Linked DNA regions of Ovis aries: region 2 is linked to region 1. A link is a contact called in public Hi-C data. All regions are on one chromosome and are shown on one strand. Each heading gives the region's core, a stretch centred on a gene start, on an enhancer-like site or on the middle of the called end of the contact. The rest is flanking DNA. Distances are from core to core; before and after follow the strand shown.

What was found. Hi-C and Micro-C count contacts between places; a contact is called where the count stands out from the background.
Region 2: a Hi-C map of liver shows a contact between it and region 1, with 1.7 times the contacts expected there. The contact joins the enhancer-like site here to the promoter of LOC114113945 in region 1. A contact is called at or near these places in 8 of 16 Hi-C or Micro-C datasets (hypothalamus, liver, mesenteric adipose tissue and 5 more).

The regions. Positions count from the first base shown.
Region 1 is chr3:93,348,738-93,354,979 of ARS-UI_Ramb_v3.0, reverse strand. It overlaps LOC114113945 (ATP synthase F(0) complex subunit C1, mitochondrial-like), which reads right to left and starts at 3,217. Exons shown (of 1, transcript XM_042246336.2): 1 at 2,758-3,217. The coding sequence starts at 3,168. The coding sequence ends at 2,758. All of the region lies in intron 1 of DYSF (dysferlin), which reads right to left.
Region 2 is chr3:93,392,472-93,399,344 of ARS-UI_Ramb_v3.0, reverse strand. DYSF (dysferlin) reads right to left here. Exons shown (of 57, transcript XM_060412345.1): 4 at 3,554-3,659. Among named protein-coding and RNA genes, the nearest start is that of DYSF, 52 kb to the right of the region's middle. Within about 2 kb of position 2,979, at least 6 of the 54 cell types and tissues checked have an H3K27ac peak or open chromatin away from gene starts, as enhancers often do. A contact at or near this core is called in liver, where this site is marked.

The sequences.
Region 1 (6,242 bases), core at 1,968-4,467:
TGCATTGCCTTTCTTTGGAATTGGAATGAAAACAGACCTTTTCCAGTCCTGTGGCCACTGCTGAGTTTTCCAAACTTGCTGGCATATTGAGTGCAGCACTTTCACAGCATTATCTTTCAGGATTTGAAACAGCTCAACTGGAATTCCATCACCTCCACTAGCTTGTTTTGAGGCTCCAGCATTTTCAAGTGACTGCCACCTGGTGAAATCCAACTTCACCTCCTCCACCCCGTCCCTTAAGCGCTAACTGGTGTTGGAGAATAACACAGCCACCCTGCCAGCCTCACCTGCTATGTCTCTCCCCAGACTCAGGGGGATCCTGACTGCCAATAAGCAGTGACCCTACATGGCTGCAGTCTCTTCAATCACACTCTCTCCTAGACAACGATTTCATACTTTTCGCTCCCCAAATTTACAGCACCCCATCACCACCCTCACTCTCAGGGTGCTTGCTGTATGCAAAGGAGAGAACGTCCCCAGGCTCCCAGTCTCCTAAACCCCACCAGCTTCTGTGCCCAAACCTTTTGCTCTCCTGCTGTTAATAAATGAATCATTTGTACTCCATAGCCCGGCTGGGAGCTTGGGCACTAGATCCTACCCCCCTCACCCACTCAATGACAAGTCTAAGGGTGTCCTCTCCCCAATCTTAAAGGCCATGCCTCCTCAGGTTGGCTCCTGCCCTCTTCCTCCTGATTCTTCCACTCTCCCTGAATGACCCCACTCACTCTCATAAGGCAATGGCCATTTACTTCCTCTCCAACATCCAAAGTTCCTCTCTCTCAACAGAACCCAACCATTTGGGTACTACTTCCAGCCTTAGCTCCAGATCCTGACCTAACTAAGCCCATCACCTGGCAATAGCTATTGGTTCAGTGATGGGTATATATGTCCCAAGTTGTTCTCCTGGAGGGATAATTTGTTCTTCGTGACTGGACAAGCCCAGCTCCCTCTCCCACTTTGTGAGAATAAGGAAGTGTGTAGATCCAATTGTCAGCCAGCTCTAAGATGTAGCAGACACCAAGGACAGCAGACCAGAGAAAAATAAAATGGAGTCTGCCTGTGTCCAGGATGTCTGGAGCTGTCCACTCTATGTGCCCAGAGTCCACTGGGTCTCTGGATCATACTGGGGCCTGTTACTAATGGGGCTTCCTCCCCAGAGGACTTGTATTGGGAATGAAGATCACTTTAAGACTGTTTATTACTAAAGTCATTTTGAGATAGGATTTCACTTACAGCCTAAATCGTCCTTGCTGGCTTCGGTACTGTCTATGTGCCCACAGCATCCATGTGCCTCCACATGGGAGCCAGGTGATCTTAAATATAATCAGTCACACACACACTCTTTGTAAAATCCCTCCAAGGCCTCCCGTGCTCTTGGAATAAAGCCCAACTCCCTTTCCCCTGCATACAAGATAAGACCACTCAGCCCCTCACTCTCTGAGCTCCAGTGACTTCTCAGTTTCTGGAATATTATGAGCTCCCTCCAAACTCAGAGCTCTCCTGCCTTCCCCCTTCTTTTAAAGGGCCACCCCCACTCATCCTTCAGGCCTCATTGCTTCCATGAGAAGCCTCTGACCTCCTGATCTAGGTTGGGTCTTCTGGCAAACCACTGCACAACAGCACTTTTCCTTCTTAGCTCTCATCCCAATTGTAAGCAATACCTATTTGTTTAATTGCTGGTTTGATGTCTAGCTAGATGGTGAAGTCAGTCGCTGGGGGAAGAGACCAAGTTTGTCTCAGGCAGCCAGATGTTCCCAGTGCAAGCAAGGGCCAGCCTGGGGTTCGTGTGGCGGACATTGTACTTGGCTGTGTCCCTTCCACCCTAGGATATGGTTAGGCAGGCAGGTCTCAAAGAGGATACTACTGCCCTCTACGGGGAATTTTGGATATGATGACTAGGGATATTTTTTACCATCACAGTGATTCCTGCCTTTGCTGTTTTCCCCAGCACATTACACCCTGCCCCCCAGACCTGCTCTAATGGGTCAGAGGCAGCATAGGAAATCTGTGGAACTTTTACAAACACTTGGCTTATGTCCGAGGAACAGTGTCTTCACACACTTGCTCTGCACACCAGAAAAACAGCAGCTGGTGGCATGGGCCCTGGACACTTCCTGAGGCTTCTTTTCCCATCCCAACTTCCAACTTCACTTCTCCCTGATTGGATGGTTGACTGATCCCTTGGAGATGTCATCCTGGAGCCAAAACCTCAAGGGGGCTTCCTCCCAAGGGGACTTGCATCAGGAATGTAGCTCTTGTGGACAGTGTGCTGAGATCTCCACTTGCCCCCTCAAAGTCGTTCTCCCCTCCTTCCACAGAAATGTTCCAAGGACTCCAACCTGGACACATGGTCACCCACATAGATAGACTACATTTCCCAGAATTCCCTCATAGCTAGATGTGGCCAGGAATCCAAGTGACGACCTATACGATAGGAAAGTGTTCTTCTTTCAGCTGTGTTCCACTCTTTGCAAGCCCATGGATTGGGTTACTCTTTGCAAAGCCATGGACTGGGTTACTCTTTGCAAACCCTGCCAGGTTCCTCTGTCCATGCAATTCTCTAGGCAAGAATACTGGGGTTGCTATTTCCTTCTCCATGTATCTTCCTGACCCAGGGATCTTACTGGGTCTTCTGCATTGCTTTTTTTTTTTTTTTAAGAGAAACATTGTGTTTAACGGTAAAAGTTAGCACACTGCAGCACTGAGCATGGCCTGGAGTCAAAGCAGCAGGGGCGGGTAGGTGACCTCCATGGAGCCTCACATGGTGAAGAGGATGAGGAGGGTGACCATCAAACAGAAAAGCCCCATAGCCTCAGACAGGACAAAGCCCAGAGTGGCGCTGGAGAAGAGCTGCGGCTTCAGAGATGGGTTCCTTGAATAGCCAAGGATCACGCTGCCAAACACTGTTCCAATGCCGGCCCCTGGACCACTCATACCAACTGTGGCAGCCCCAGTGCCAGCACACTTGGCCGCTGCATCAATGTGCCAGGAGACGACACTGGTCTGGAATTTCTATCAGGCCACCTGGAGTGAGACACTGCTGTAGGAAGGCTGTTCAGATGGGCTCGTTGGCCTCCTCAGGAAGGAGGCAGACATAGGCCTGATCAGACCCCTGGTACAAGAGCACAGCAGAGTGGGAAGAATGAGCAGTACTCCGGTGGTCCACATTTTTCTCAGTCTATTCCCACTGTCCGGCTGCCCCTGCTCAGACCACAGCACTCGCCTAGCTGAAGATGACTGACTCACACCCCGGCTTTAGCTTTAAGCACAGGCAGATTCTCTACCCTGCATTGCAGGCAGATTCTTTACCCTCTGAGCCACCAGGGAAGCCTCAGTGAACAGGAAGGCTAATGCTGTCCTGCCCAGGCTGCAGTGGAAACATATCCCAAATCATCATATCCAAAATACCCGCTGGGAGCAGTACTATCCTCTTTGAGAACCACTGGTTTAGCCTCATCATGGTATGGAAAGGACACTGGAGAGCCAAGCACAATGTCCACCACACCAACCATGTTGTCAAAGGGACCACAAGGTATAGCAGAGAAACAGGACAGAAGGATGCGGAGGCCTGGGCAGCCCAGTGGGTCAGAACGTTACCAGTCAGGGCTGCCTACGCAGCAACCATTATGAGAGTGACCATCATGCATGCCCCCCCCCGCCCCCCGCATCAGTTAAGGTTTGCTAACCAACGGCCAAATGTGCATCCTACCTAAGGGCCCAGGTAAGGGCAGCTCCTCAGCACCCTAGACAACTCCAGCCCCACTGCAAAGGCGACAGGGCCGGCTTAGGAGTCCCCATTGGGGAGCAAGTGGGTAAAGGTGTTCTTGACCTACAGTGGCTTGAAGCAGGGTTTCGGTTCTCAGTCAGAGACTGAAGTCAGGCTACAGTAATTAATGAGAGCTCTGAGTCCTGGCCGCTAGACCACTGGCCACTGAAACGACCTTGGCCCATATGGCTTTGTGGAAAATGAATTTCTACAAAGAAACAAAGTAGGGAAACAGTGTTTACAAGGAGGGAAAAGAGTACATGTGGACAGACACACAAGCAGGCTGAGAGAGCCGCACCCTCACGGTAGTTTAAATTGCTTTTATGGGGCATTTCTTCTGGGTTTCCTGTAGCCAGTCATCTTGCTCTGCCTTGTTCTGATCCGTACTTGGTTTATCTCAGGGTCCTCCCATGTGTGTGTGCATCTCTTAAGCCAAGATGGGTTCTAGCCAAGAGGCCTATGGGTAGGTTGACATCACTTACTATGGGGTGGAGGCCCCTCCCTTTTTGACCTCCAAGGAGCTTTTCTGCACATGTGTAACTGGGAAGGTGTCCTTGATGTTAAGAATGAGGAATATGTGGTCTTTGATCTCTTATCTAGTCATGCTTTGCTTCTCCTCCCTCCTGCTGTTTTGGGGTATCTGTCCACAGCAGACAAAATCTAGCTGTTCAGCCTGGGGCCTATCTCCTGCCTGAAGGGGACCTGTTTTGAAGCTGAGTTTGCATAGCAAGCCCAGTTTTTACTTAATATTTCATGTTAACCACAATGACATTTCAGAGCTAACAGAGGTAAGAGGGGAGGGGACTAAAGCTCACCCCTGCCGTCCCAATGGTATAGTCACAGATAGGTGCTGCCTGATCATCTCAAGTGAGGAGGCTGGCTGCCTGTTCCCTGAAGAGACGCAGACCAAGTCTCCAGGATTAAACACAACACCATCAGATGCTGCCACTGGTGTCTCCTCGGACACACCCAGCACAGAGACCTGTTGTCTTTGATCAACACAATGTTTTATGACAAAATTGTACTTTAAACATTATGAGATCTGGAATTATAGCATCCTTTGAAAAATCAGAACACCTGGCACAGGAGCCCTAATTTTCTGCCTAACGCTGATTACCTGGCACCTCTGGCTGGAAGTGCGCGTCTCAGCTCGCCCTACACCACCACTCACCCAGATAAGCATATGCTCCTCCCTCTGGCCTTAGTTATACCACCTGCCATGCTCCCCTGGGGATGTGGGCTTATGACCCTCTTCTGTCCCCTATTTGGGGTCCTTCCTACCTGCCAGTCAAGAGGAGTTACTTCAAGGAGAGCCCCTTCTTGTTCTTGGTCCACTGGTCTCCTCTAGCTCAGTTCTCTTAATGTCTGGGCTTGTGTTTCCCCAAGGCCTCACATAGGGTATCCAGGAAGCAAATAAACCTTGCCCTCTGCTTCCAATAACACCAACCTTGAAATGAACACTGCATGTGAGCTTCCAGGATTCTTCAGGGCACATGTGTCCAAGTCCAAAGACTCACAGGAGTATGAACAGTCTCGTGCATCCTTCTGCCCCACCTCCACATTCATTGAAGAAATTGTGTCCCGTGGATATCCCGATACAACCAGCTGGGATTAGAGGGGCACCCACACATGTCTGCCAGGGGTGTCTGCCAGGGGTGTCGGGCAATGATTCTGGTTATGGCCATGATCACATGGCTGACTGCCTGGGAAGAATAGCCCATTGCAGGAACAACTAGATGGCCCTGGGCGTCCATCGCAGCCCTCGCTTTTCTAGCCGTGTGTCCCAAGGCATGAGGTCTGACCTTTGAGAGTCTATTTCCACTTCTGTAAAATCAAGAGAATGTTACTTCACAGAGCTCTTGGGATGATTAAAGCAAACACCAGGGCTTCCAGCCCAGAGCCTGCCTGGCTCACAGGAGATGCATAATTTCAGCCTAATGAACCAATCTGGGGAGAGACCAGTATGCAGGAAGAAAAGAAAGAGAGAGATTTGGGCCTGGAGAGGGAGACTGAGAAGGTTTGTGGGCCCAGGGAGTCACAGGAGGGATGCTCGTTCCAAGAAAGATCCAGTCCGATGGGGAGGGCCAGCCAGCCTGATGGCCAGAGCCAGCCATTAGGCAAGCAGACAAATGCCTTGGCCTCAGAAAGGACTGCCCTGGGGAAGGCTCCCAGAGGAGACAGGGCCAGAGTCCCCTGGGGCTGAAGGGAAGGCCACTCACCACTCAGCACAGTGTGCCCAGTCTGATTGGACAGTAAATGAACCAACAGAGCTGGTGGTAGGACTGACCAGGCCAAAAAGATAGTGAAAGACTTTTTGGATGTGTGCAATGATTTCTTGGTATATGTACAATACATGTTAACCATAATAATAATTAGAATGTTGTTAGTCACTCAGTCGTGTCCAACTCTTTGGGACCCCATGGACTATAGCCCACCAGGCTCCTCTGTCCATGGGATTTCCCAGGCAAGAATACTG
Region 2 (6,873 bases), core at 1,730-4,229, 45 kb before region 1:
GGACTGCTGACCCCCACGTGACTCTGTATTCATCCCTATGTGTAACAAAAGGTATATAAGCAAACCCAAAAATAAAGAAATGGGATCAGTTTCCGGAAAGACTGATTCCCCCATGTCGCTTCTTTCTTGCTCCCGTTTTTCTGGCTGAATTCCCATCTGGAGCATGGATGCTATTCCAAGTAGTCCAAGTTATTCAGCCTCCTTTTCTCCACTAATCTTCCTACTACACTATCCATTTCTAATCTCTCTCTATCTGTGATTAAATATGTATTTTTCCAAAGACGCCGACTCCGTCCCCACCTTCGAATCATCCTGGATCCACCGGGGCTGGACCCCGGCACACCCTCATCAGTAAGCTGCTCTCAAAACACATTTGTTGCTTTCCTTCATGTGTGTCCAGTGCCCTCGTGGGCCTGGAGACTCCCCCAAGATAAGGGCCGTGTTCTCCACTTCTGGCTAGAGGCGTCTGAATAAAGTTGGCATCTTCTCATGGCACGCAGCCCAGTGTGCCACATCTGAAGGGACTTGGGTGAGAATGACAGGCAGGTGGAGCCCACAGGCCAGCCCACTGCAGGCCCCTCCTCCTCTTCCTCAGTCCTGCTGGTTTCCTAAAGATCCCACAGTCAGCATCACAATCTCCCCTCACACCATCAGCAGCTTCCTCTGGCCCTCTGAGATCATCTGAGCCACAGCTAACTGGGGATGTCTGGCAAGCTCTGCCTGCCAGACTCAGCCCAGAAATCGACCTCAGAAAATGACCAGTGAGAATCCACAGCTGCTGACGGGGCTCTCCGTCCCTCTGACCACATTCCCTGCTCTGTGGCCCAGGGTGGGGAGTCCCAGTTCAGGGGGTGTCGGGACCTGCCTGGGGCTGCCGTGGAACTCAGCTCTATCACAGGGGCTAGAGGTTGGTCCCAGACCTTCTCCACAGGCCAGAGCCACCTCCTGGGCTGAAGGGAAGGAGGTCCCAGTTTATACTGTGATTTATAAGACACATATTGGGTCATTGAGACGACCAAAGTATATTTTTCATATATAGTTGGTCTTTGTCCACACTGCCTGGCTTACAGTTCCCCAAACTCTTGGAATTTCCTAACTGTTGAAAGTAACAACAGTTATCTCTTGTTATGTTAATACGGTGACTTCTGGACCTCATCTGAGGATGGAGCTGATTGCCAGGAGGACCAAACCTGTGACTGGAGGGTTGTAACTTCAGTCCTGCCCCTAACCTCCAAGGATGAGAGAGGGGCTGGAGGTTGAATCAATCACTGATGGCCAGTGATTTAATCAATCATGCCTATGCGATGAAACCCCGAAAGGATGTGATTCAGGGAGCTTCTGGGTGGACACTGGGGAGCATGGTGCTCCTGGAGAGAGCATGAAGCTTTGTGCTCTTCCCCAGACCTTGCCCTGGGTGTCTCTTCTGTCTGGCTATTCCTTAGATATATCCTTTTATAATAAACCCATAATCTAGCAAGTAAAATGTTTCCCTGAGTTCTGTAAGCCACTCTGGCAAAGTCCCTGAACCTGAGGAGGAGGTCCTGGGAACCTCTGATCTATAGCCAGTTGGTTAGAAGCACAGATAACAGCCTGGACTTGCCCACTAGTATCTGAAAGGCGGCGGGGGCAGGCCTGAGCCCTTAACCCACGGGATCTGCTGCTATAGCCAGGTAGATGGCATCAGAACTGAGTTGAATCATTGCTACCCAGCTGGTCCCTGGGCATTGCACCAGCATGGAGAAGCCTCCACACACCCACACATTGGAGGTGGGTCCAGGAACCTAATTTACCCCACCTCCTGGACCCTGTGTTCCACTCCCACCCGTCACCTTCTGGCTCTCACACCCCTTCTTGGAGACATGGTCTGGGACAGAGTGGCAAGCTCCGCAGACAGCCAGGAGTCCCAGCCCAGGGAAGAGAAGGCAGTCAGCTCCTTGCTGCTGCTTAGGAAGTGCAGACAGAGTGCCAGACCACAGCGAGAGGAGGAGAGGTGAGGCAGCCGGGGAGTCACAGCCAGGCTCAGCCTCATGGTCGGTGTCTCAGGGGCTGGGGGGCCTTGGAGCTTGGAGGGGAGCAGGGGCAGGCAGGCTGGCAGGAAACACCAATGTCACAGATGCATAGAGGGTGTGAGAGAAGAGAGGTTTGAGCAGCTCAGTCAGGAAGCGAAAGACTCTGGTTGGAGGCATTGGGGGCCTGACACATGGCAAAGTGGGCAACCCCCATCCCTGAGAGCAGGGGAAAAGCACCAGGCAGATCCCCTGACTCCAAGCACCTGTGTCCCCTGCTGCCTCGATGCCCTCCTTGACTCCTCCATCAGTGCTCTGCGTCTCCGGAGCCTGCCCTGGCCATCTTCAGGACCCCTGGAAGGGGCAGCTCAGAAGTCTCAGAAGCCCTAGAGCTCTTCCTGAAGAGCTCTGAGGGAGGACAAAAGGGATTCAGCAGGCGATACACCCTGCACGGACCAGAATGTTCTACCAGTGAGCACTGTTGAGAAAGGGATGGATTCTCTAAGAGACATTTCCCCATCAGAGAAGAATCCCAGCCTTGAGGAGCCTGAGACACGGTTGGGGAAAACTCCAGCATCAGAAGGGCAGTGACCCCAGAGTCCACTCAAGTCCCTTCAACCGCTGAGAGTCGGGAGACACACCCCCTGATTCATGTCCCCATCTGGACGCCGATTCACCACGTGACTTCAGTCACTCACTCTCTTCCTCCAGCTCCCAGTTCCAAGCAGTGCTCCACTCTCTAGAGCTCTGCCCAGACCAGCCACTTCCTGACTCACCAAGCCAGCCAAGAGCCCCCAGCCTCACACACACACACACACACACTCCACCCGGCAAGGTGGCCACACTCTGAGAGACTCCCCAGGACCCCACTGAGAGGAAGTATTTCCAAATCGATTGACTCCCCAGTGCATCCTGGGAGGTGGGGCTGACCCAGAGGAAAGGTCAGGAATTCTACTGACCACGAAGAAAGGACCCCGCAGGGTATATTTAGCTCACTAAAAATATCGGAAGGCTGGGGACGAGGGCTGGGAATTGTCTGGGAGGGCTAGGAGAACACTTGAAAGGCTAGGGGAGGAACAGGAAGAGCAGTGGAGGACAGGAAGGGGGTCGGACAGGTCCCGGCGGGCAGGGGAGGGGGATGTCTACCTCCCTCCCACTGTGATCTGTGACCCAGATGACTCAGCTATTCCAGACCCGGAGAAGGGCCTGGACGGTAAGGAAGGGCTACCAGGAAGATTGGGGCGCTGTAAGCAAGGCCGCCAGGAAGCTTCGGAAGGCACCAGGTTTCCAGTGAAACACCAACCCCAGGAGGTGACCCGGGGCAGACTGGTATGAGGCAAGGCTGGCTGGAGCCCTGCTGGTGGGGCCCAGCTCCCTCTTCTGCCCCTCCTATCCTAGCCACCCTTGGGCCCCTCCTGGGCACCCAGAGCTTCAATCAGGGTGAGCTAGGCCTGGGTGCTGGGGGCTGGACCTTGACACATGACTGGGGTCAGAGAGCAAGGCCTCTGACAGAAACCAGCTGAATACAGAGGCCAGTGGACACTTACCCCTGTGGGCTGCTTCTTGGTGTCCAGCAGGGGGGCATTGAAGCTGGCAGACAGGCTGGGGGTGGCAAGGACTTCCCGGAGGGGGATGTTGGCTTCCCCCAGGAACCTGAGAAGAGAGAAGAGTAGAAAGTCAAAAAGCAGCCAAATGCACCCCAGTTCTTCTCCCAAACACCCTTCACCACTGCCACCTCTCAGACAACCCATGGACAGGCTGATCTGCCTAGAACACCTAGAAGCCCTCAGGACTTCCCTGGCAGTCTGCCGCGGTTACCCCATCACCAGGCCTGGAAGGCCAGGCCCCTCTCTGGGCACCAGAAGAATAAGAGATGCTTTCCTTTCCCCCAAGGTCAACTTTGACCCCTTCTGCCCCTCCCTAGAGGCCCAACCTCACCACCCCACGTGCCTGGGCTGCCCTACCCACCAGACCTAAACAGTCCACCAGAGCAGCCCCTCCCTCCGCAGCTCTCCTGACCTGCCACTACACAGACCTTCCACCTAGTGTCCCTGAGCTGGGCCACTAAGGAGGGTGAAGGGCAAACACACAGACCCTCCTTATCTCCACGGACAGGGAGAGAGGGAAGTCGGCCCCACTCCCAAAGAGGCCAAGGACTATCACCCACACTTGCGAGGCCAAGGGGAGAGGGCCCATAAATGGAGGGTCTCTTAGGAAAGAGAAGGTCGTCCTTTGATGACCAGTGAAGGGACCCTTCAAAGGGGGCCAAGGGAAAAGGTTGTGTCTCTAAGCCAAAAAGTGAGCAAAGGGTGTTCTGCAGCAGTAAGGAAATCAGAGCAGCAAGTGGCCTCCGTCAGTCAGAACTGCGGCCGTGTCTGCACCGAACTTGGCCATGATTCCTGCACCTTACTGTCAGGACGTGAGCGACCAGTCACAGATGTACTTTCATCATTTGCTTCACAATTTTTTTCCTGATGGGTAAGTAGCACACCTGTTATCTGGGACCTCCATTTTTCTGGTGTCTACAACAACTGATTTGAAGATGAATTTTTATGACTCATGAAATAAAACTTCCATCTTGACCTAATTAACTAATTGTTCAAACTGGCTGTTCACAATGACGCAGCACTTCACATTCACCACTACTATCAAGAAACAGAGAAGGGAGACAGGTGCCTGTTTGGCTGAGTCCCTTTGCTGTCCACCTGAAACCACCACAACATTGTTAATCGGCTGCAGTTCAATAGAAAATAAAGAGTTAAAAAAAAAAAAAAAGAAATAGAAAACAACAAATGTTGGCAAGGATGTTGAGAAACTGAAACCCTTGTGGTGAGAAATTGAAACATCGGTTGGAATCGAAAACAATGCAGCAACTATGGAAAACACCTCAAAAAATTAAAACATAGAATTACCATATGATGTAGCAATTCCGCGCCTGAGTAAACACCCGAAAGAATTTAAATCAGGCACTCAAAGAGATACTTGTACACCCAAGTTCATAACAGCGGTATTCACAATTGCCACAAGGTGGAAGCAACCCAAGTGTGTAACAACAGATGCATAGATGAATCAAATGTGGTAAAGCCACACAATGGAATATTACTGAGTCTTAAGGAGGAGGAAAATTCTGACCCTTGCTACAACATGGATGAACCTTGGAGATAGTGTGCCAAGTGAACTAAGACAGACACAAAAAGACAAATATTGTATGGTGACCTAGAGGGGTTCAATTCATAGGGACAGAAAGCAGACCAGCTGTTATGTGGGGCGGGGGATGAGGGAAGAGGCAGTCACTATTTAGGGGGTACAGAGTTTCAGTCTGAGGAAGATGAAAAGGTCTGGAGATGGATAATGGCGATGGCTGCACAAATTGTGAATGCGCTTACCACCACTGGACATCAAAGCGGTTAAGTGGTAAGTTTTGTTATGTCTGTTTCGTCGTGATAAAAATAAACTTAAAAACTAGCTGTGTAAGTTTCTTGGCAATGAAATTCCTTTATCTCCATCCCTCTTGGAACCAGCAGACTCTTAGCTGCTTGCAAGTTTCTTTGTTAGCAAGGCAATAACCCTGGCACATACATGCTCGTGTACATGCTAAACAGCTTCAGCTGTGTCTGACCCTTTGTGAACCTATGGACTGCAGCCCGCCAGTCTCCTCTGTCCATGGGATTCTCCAGGCAAGAACACTGGAGTGGGTTGCCATGCCCTCCCGCAGGGGATCCTCCCAACTCAAGGATCAAACCCACAACTCATGCGGCTCCTGCATTGCAGGTGGATTCTTTACCACTGAGCCACCGGGAAAGCCCAGCCTGATATTTACCCAAGACCAATTTTTCTAACATTTCTTTACAGAAGATGCTGTAAAAAAGAAAACCACAAGCCCAAAATGGTGTCACTCATGCTAAAGCCCATAGTACCAAACCTAGATTTAATTATGGGTCTAATTGCAGTTTCAACTTTTCCCAGAAACGTAACCTTAATAGGCCAGTCTGGAATATTCTGGTCAAGCACCAAAGTGGACCTCTGTCAAGTGGGCCCTCTCCACCCCACCCCTACCCCAGCCAGTGGAAGATGAGGTAATCAGCATGATAAACCCTTGCCGATCCCTTCTCAACTTCCAAAAAGTTGATGTCCTGGCTTAAAAATAACCCTTTATTTTCTTTTGTTAATATCTTCTTGCCTCACCCACCTTCTGCCTATAAAACTTTCCATTTTGTACAACCCCTTGGAGCACCTTTCCAGTTGCTCTAAATTCATGAGTCGTTGTGAAAGTGAAAGTATTGGACCCTCAGTCCTGTCCGGCTCTTTGTGACCCCATGACCTCCCAGGCTCCTCTGTCCATGGAATTCTCCACACGAGAATACTGGAGTGGGTAGCCATTCCCTTCTCCAGGGGATCTTCCCAACCCAGGGATGAAAGCCAGGTCTCCTGCATTGCAGGCGGACTCTTTACCATCTGAGCCACCAGGGAAGCCCAGTCGATTCATGAGTTATTGAATAGAACCAATTAGATCTTCAGATTTACTTGGTTCAGTTGTGTCTTTCAACAGAGCTGAAGAGAGAGGTGTTTGCTAATACTCATTCCAGAGTTCTAAAACCACTCAGGATGCTAGGAATCACATTTTCTAGAACTCAGACTGGTTTTGTTGGGGGAACCACTGACTGAAACCAACTTACCCTGGCCAGGCCTGACAGTAACCACTTGGCACAAGCTAGCTTACAAAACAGGAGGTCCTGGTAAGGAACACCACCAACCAGAAGACTAGAGAAAAGTCAAAAGAGGGGAGATGCCAGTCCATATATCCTTTCAACCTCCCAGAATCCTTCCCATGGACTCCACCTTGGCTGAATGATGCAAACGTCACCAT